Regions from separate parts of the Pan troglodytes genome. Here region 2 is linked to region 1. Evidence: chromatin contacts called from public Hi-C data. All regions are on one chromosome and are shown on one strand. Each heading gives the region's core, a stretch centred on a gene start, on an enhancer-like site or on the middle of the called end of the contact. The rest is flanking DNA. Distances are from core to core; before and after follow the strand shown. Region 1 overlaps SLC44A1 (solute carrier family 44 member 1). Region 2 holds the start of SLC44A1 (solute carrier family 44 member 1).

Region 1 (3,024 bases), core at 113-2,612:
TGTCCCCATCATTCTTTGAGTACTTCCTTGTTCACTGACGCAACCAGATGTTCCAAGCTCATCTTATGCTTTCCTGGTCTCAACTCTGTAATCAGCCAAGTCTTCAAAGCCCTGGTTCCTTTTAATGGAAACTGGTATTTGGAAACCAAGGTCTGGGCACAATATGTGCTTTTGTGGTAGCTATTTGATAATAGCGACCACGTGATATACAGCAGGAGAAAGGAAATGACTGCATTCCTTTTTTTTTTTTTTTTTTTTTTTTGAGATGGAGTCTCACTCTGTCACCCAGGCTGGAGTGCAGTGGCACCATCTCAGCTCACTGCAACCTCTGCCCCCTGGGTTCTAGCGATTCTCCTGCCTCAGCCTCCCGAGTAGCTGGGATTACAGACACCTGCCACCACGCCCGGCTAATTTTTTTGTATTTTTAGTAGAGACGGGTTTTCACCATGTTGGCCAGGCTGATCTCAAACTCCTGACCTCAGATGATCCACCCGCCTCAGCCTCCCAAAGTGCTAGGATTACAGGCATGAGTCACCGCGCCCTGCCTACTCTGCATTACTTTTTATAGGTCAATCCACACCTGGAATATAAACGAATGAGAGTGTTTTCAGAGACAAGCCTAGAGAAGATATCTACTGGGAAAAGAGACATCTTGGGGTAGAGAAAGGGAAAAGCAATGATTACTATATTCAAATATCTAAAGGGATGTTGTAGAAGAAATGGTGTCTATAGTCATGTCCTGAGCCCCTAAAGGGTTCTAATGGTTGGAAAAAGACTTCTGTTTCATCAGTCAGTTAACATATGTTAATCACCTATTACTATCAGGCTGTGGCAGTGAGTGCTGATTGCCCTGCTATTGCTCTTCTGCCCATCTTTTTCATGAATATAACCCAGATATCATTCTGGTTAGCAAAATGCCTTACTAAAATACTCACCTTTCCATACTTCCCTGAAGCTTGAAGTGGCCGTATGACATAGTTCTGCCCAATGAGATATAAGCTGAAGAATACTGGCAATTTCCAAGAAAATTTCGCCTTCCCGATATAGGTGCCACCCATCTTCCTGGTTTTCCCCTTCTCTGGCCTGTCTGGAATGCAGATGTGATCCTACTCGAAAGAACAAAAGACATATTACAAACACCAACAGAACCACAGACCAAAGATGGCAGAACCAAAAGATAGAAGGAGCCTGGTTCCCAGAAAGCATTCTTGCCTGATTTCTCCACAGTTGGGCTTGCTGTCTTCTGGGCTTACTGTTACGTGAGAAGAATGAATCCCTTTCTTGTTTAAGCCACTATAATAGGTTTCTGTTAAATGCAGCTGAGATGCAGTCCTAATCCAGGCACTGTGCTAAGTCCTAGGAGGGGAAAGGCCACCTAGTGGAGTCACTGGCTTTTCCTGCCTATCAGACAGAATGTGAGGAAGACTTCCTAAAAACTGGAACACTACCAAGATGGACTTAACCCCAGGAGAAGACGTGATCCCCCTGACTACGAAGGAATGTGTGTAGAGGCTGGGTGGTACTTTTGCAGCTGGGATGTTGTAAAGCAGTATTGAGCACAGAGTGAAAGGCTAATTCAATGACCTTTAAAGTCTATTCTAGTGCAAAAATTTTTCTAAGAGTCAGAAAGTTAAAAAAAAAAAAAATAGATGGACTCAGGGCATGCTAAGCTTTCCCTGGACAGTTAGTGTTTGGGTTTTTTTTTTTGTATTTTTGTTTTTTTGAGACAGAGTCTTGCTCTGTCACCCAGGCTGGAGTGCAGTGGCACGATCTTGGCTCACGGCAACCTCTGCCTCCCGGGTTCGAGCAATTCTCCTGCCTCAGCCTCCCAAGTAGCTGGGATTACAGGCACACCCACCATGCCTGGCTAACTTTTTGTAGTAGAGATGGGGTTTCACTGTGTTAGCCAGGATGGTCTCTATCTCCTGATCTCGTGATCCGCCCGCCTCGGCCTCCCAAAGTGCTGAGATTATAGGCGTGAGCCACCACGCCCAGCCGACAGTTAGTGTTTTTTAGCTGTAGTCTGCATTTGGATCCATGATTTTCATTAAAGTTCCTAAGAATGCATGCTCCCTCAGCACCCCCTGGGTAAACATGTTATAGCAATTTTAAGTTTCTAATGAAATTTTTGTTGTAATTTATTTGTAGCAATCTAATTTATCCCTTTTTTTACGACTAGAATTTTTATTTATCTTGGATTTACAAAGTTAATATTGCCGTAAAACATAGCAGCATTTTAATTTTTAGATAGTAATAGATTTATTATTTTTATCTGTGTTTAAAATCATAGTAGTCTGGGCACCGTGGTGCACAACTGTAGTGCCAGCTACTCAAAAGGCTAAGGCAGGAAGATCTCTTGAGCCCAGGAGTTCTAGGCTGTAGTACGTGATGAACACACCTGTGAATAGCCACTGCACTCCAGCCTGGGCAACATGGCGAGACCCTGCTAGAACAAAAAAGAAAAAAAAAACCATAGGAATAAGATGCATTTTCACCACTTTGGAATGTTTATGTCCCATAAATAACCATTAGGTATCTATTTATTGGCAGAGTTTCTGTAAATATATGAATGCTCTTGATGAGAAAAGGAGATTTTTTTTTCCTCTCAGAGTGGAAGCCAGGTTCTTTGGTGGGATACTCACCCATCAAACATAAGAAAGGAAAGGTCAAGACTTTACTGGGTTCTATGGTTGATCCCAAGCCTGAGATAGGAGGATGAGCTGCACAACTTTGTGAAGGTAGCCAAGGGTAACTGGGGAGTTATTAAGGGCACAATAGAGGTTTATTGAGTGAATCAACAAATGAATCCTTTGGCAGCCTGATTGTTCCTGAGTAGATGATTTTGAACAGCCCACAGTTCAAAGATTTCTCAAAGCCCACAGTTTTGAGAAATCAGTGTTTCTCAAAAGGCATCACAATAGGGGGTGCAAGGAAGGTAAAAAAGGCAGCGTTTAAAACAGAAATTACTCAGGGTCTCACTTCTACCTGCTGAATCAGAATCTCTGCAGCCGGCAGACAGAAATC
Region 2 (3,067 bases), core at 346-2,845, 170 kb before region 1:
CAAGCCTTTGCAGTCATCCCTGCTACCAGCATTTCACAGAAGAGGACAATGAGATTTGGAGAGATAACTCGTCCACAGTCACGAACTCAGGAAATGGCATAGGAAAACATCAATTAGGAATTCTTCTTCCCTGGCCCTTTCTGTAGCTGTCCCCTTACAGGCTACCATTCCAACTTTCCTTGGCTTAGATTCCCTTTCAGTGCATGTAAAGTCAATTTAATTCTGTGTTCTTTTCTTCCCTCTACACTTTAACTAATCTTTAAAACTTGATGTCTCATATTTGGTCAATCAGTCCTTTTGGAAGTCTCACTCCCTTGAAGCTTTGCAAATAAAGTTTTTCTTTTCTTTCCTGTGGCTGTCTTTTGAGACATTCTTTGACAAGATGAAATGACATATGAAGGCTATAACAGTGCCTGATAATGTGGGGGTTTTTTTAAACATCATTATCTGTAGTTTTATTTCTTTCACTTTTTAACTGTTTTCACCTCATACTGTATTTCCTAACGACTCGTTTGGAATTGTAAATTTCTTGAAGGTAGTTACCACGTCTACTCTAACTTGTTGCTACTTCCTTGAGTCTTACTGATTTAGCAACAGGAACTTGTTAAGTCTCTTTTGTTCGCCTCTTTATTCCCAGTACCAGTCACTGGAACGTAGTGTGTCTTCAGTAAGTATTTTTAATATGAATAAATTAATGTCCCCTTATTGTTTTTTGTAGACTATCCTGTATAAGAAAGTTTAGCTTAGATCCAGTATGGCTTTGACTTGCGCGCCTGGATAACTTTTTGCCTTTTCCTCATTTCTGGCTATTTATTACCATTTCAACCTTGGGGACATTTCATTAGGTTCTTGGTCCCTTTCAAGCCTCAGTTTCCACATCAGCAAAATGGGGACAGTAGCAACAGATGCTTGTTTCTTCCCGTCTTCTTATCACCTATTCCTTCTCCAGGAAAGGTTTCTTGTGTACGCTTTCCTCTGGAGAAAAAAACAGCCGACGGAGCGGTAAGAAGCCATCAGGATCCTGAGTTGTGCGTCCAGTAGGGAGAGGGAGAAGTCCCGCTTGCCTCCTAGATCCGGAAGCAATCCGGCCCCTTTTTGGCAGCGAGTTGGCCCGGTCTTTGGCTGCCTCAGACCGCGTTGCCCTCCAGCCTCGAGGCAGAGAGCTGCCTCGGTGCCACAGCTAAATAAGCCCGGCGCCGCGCAGCCTCTGACACGCGCGGAAGGGCCCGGCCTTGTTCTGGCTGCCGCCGCCCTGCCACCCGCACGGCGCTGCACTGGGGGCGGGGAGTCTGATGGGAGACGCGCGCGGCGCTGAGGAGGCGGCGGCCCGGGAGAGGGAGCGGGAGAGGGACTGGGCGCGGGAGGCGGGAGGCGGGGGGACAGAGGGAGGCGCCGCCGCCGCCGCCGCCCGCCCCTTTCCGCTGGGGAGCAGCTGCTGCAGCAGGAGCAGAGCAGGAGACGCGTAGCCGCCGCCGCCGCCGCCGCCGCCGCCGCCGCCGCCGGGGGATGTGGCCGGCGCCTGCCCCTAGCCGCGCCGCCTCTTGAGTACCAGCCGCCGCTGCAGCCGCCGCCGCCGCCTAGCCGTGCGGTGCCAGGCCGCGCCCTCCCCGGGCGCCCGCCGGCTCGCATGCCGAGGGGCTCCGGGGCGTAGCTGCGCGCCCGGCGCCGCCTCCGGGCTCCTTCGGCCCCGCCATGGGCTGCTGCAGCTCCGCCTCCTCCGCCGCGCAGGTGAGGGGCTCCCGCCTCCCGGCCGCCCGCCCGGATGCCTCCCGTGCGCCGCGTCGCGCGGCGGGCGGCCGCCGCCCGATACCTCTCGCTGTCCCCAGCCTCCCCTGAGCGCACCGTGCAGTCCAAAGACCCCCACTCCGCCTTTCCGTCCGCCGGGTCCCGCCGATGCCCGTGCGCTGGCTCCGCGGCTGCCGACTCGCAGGCGCCTCTGCGCGGCGCCTAGTGCGCCCTCAGCTCTTACCGGCCCCTTCCCCAGTCGGCCCCCTCCTCCCAGTCACACCTGAGCGGCCCGTCCCGCCCGCCTGCAGGTAGAGGCTGCACTGGCGCCTCCTCTGCCCCAGGTGGCATCCCCTTCCCTGTTCTTCCGGGCCTGGCTCCTCTCTTCCACCTCCGTGGAGTCTCCCCGCCATCCGCCGCCCGTTTTCTGTGCTCCTCGCAGGTGTACCCCCAGCAAGAGCTCTTCACCTCTCCCACCGAATTCCAGTTTCTGCTTCATTAGATATTCTGTCCCTTTTCTCTTGCCCGCTGCCCCCTGGCTGGGTTCAGATGGTTTCAGCGGGTCCCGGAGCCCTTCCACGGCCCGCTCCGCAGACCTCGCTTGCACCCCATCCCCCCTTAGTGCCGTGACCCGGGCCCCGCGGCCTCCGCGCACTCGGAGGCCCCTGCGGGAGCGCCGACTCTGGGCTGGGAAGGAGATTGGGCACCTGGTGGGTGACGGGAGCGCTACGGAAACTCCCTCTTTGTTGCCAGTGTAACAGGAGGAAGAGGTTCCGAATTTAGTTTTTCTGTGGGCACTGGCTGAATGTTGTCGCTGAGGGCTGAGATGCAGAGATTTCTCTCAGCTTCTACCCTGCCCCCATCCAAATTTCGCCAACCTCCTTCTCTCGGATCCGAGCCCTTAACCTGGGTGGAAATGTTTAGACAACTGTACGAGAATCAAATGTAATAGAACTCGACTACTGGCCACTAATAACTGAGAGGACCTGTTTGTAAATTACCTAATTTAGTGGTTTAGCGAGTGTATTTACAAATACTATAAAAAGCAATCAGGAATACTGCATCAAACTGTCTTGTGGTGGTGTATGAAAAATAGGCTCTGACAACGCCTGGGATGTAATCTCACAGTTTCATTAGCGTAGTTTCATTAACTGTGGACTGTGATTTGTTTGTTTTAGGGGGCAGAAAAGGGCTCTTGTTTTTAGAAATAAAGGATGGTTGGTTCTTGGTGAAGAAAAATGCTAGTTTGGGGGGAAAAAATTCCTCCAGAAATCTAGCATCTGTGATAATGCCAGAAGTGTTTTTGCTGCTGCTAAATGACTATATATAACTCAGTTTTAAA

The links. A called contact is a pair of places that touch in the nucleus more often than the background predicts.
Region 2: a contact with region 1 is called in a Hi-C map of stem cell-derived neural progenitor cells, with 4 times the contacts expected there. The contact joins the promoter of SLC44A1 here to the enhancer-like site in region 1. A contact is called at or near these places in 1 of 7 Hi-C or Micro-C datasets (stem cell-derived neural progenitor cells) and 1 of 1 datasets of contacts at active chromatin or transcription factors (stem cell-derived excitatory neurons).

The regions. Positions count from the first base shown.
Region 1 is chr11:33,013,554-33,016,577 of NHGRI_mPanTro3-v2.0_pri, reverse strand. All of the region lies in intron 15 of SLC44A1 (solute carrier family 44 member 1), which reads left to right. Among named protein-coding and RNA genes, the nearest start is that of FSD1L, 28 kb to the right of the region's middle. Within about 2 kb of position 1,362, at least 7 of the 24 cell types and tissues checked have an H3K27ac peak or open chromatin away from gene starts, as enhancers often do. A contact at or near this core is called in stem cell-derived neural progenitor cells, where this site is marked.
Region 2 is chr11:33,183,889-33,186,955 of NHGRI_mPanTro3-v2.0_pri, reverse strand. It overlaps SLC44A1 (solute carrier family 44 member 1), which reads left to right and starts at 1,595. Exons shown (of 16, transcript XM_009457052.5): 1 at 1,595-1,728. The coding sequence starts at 1,693.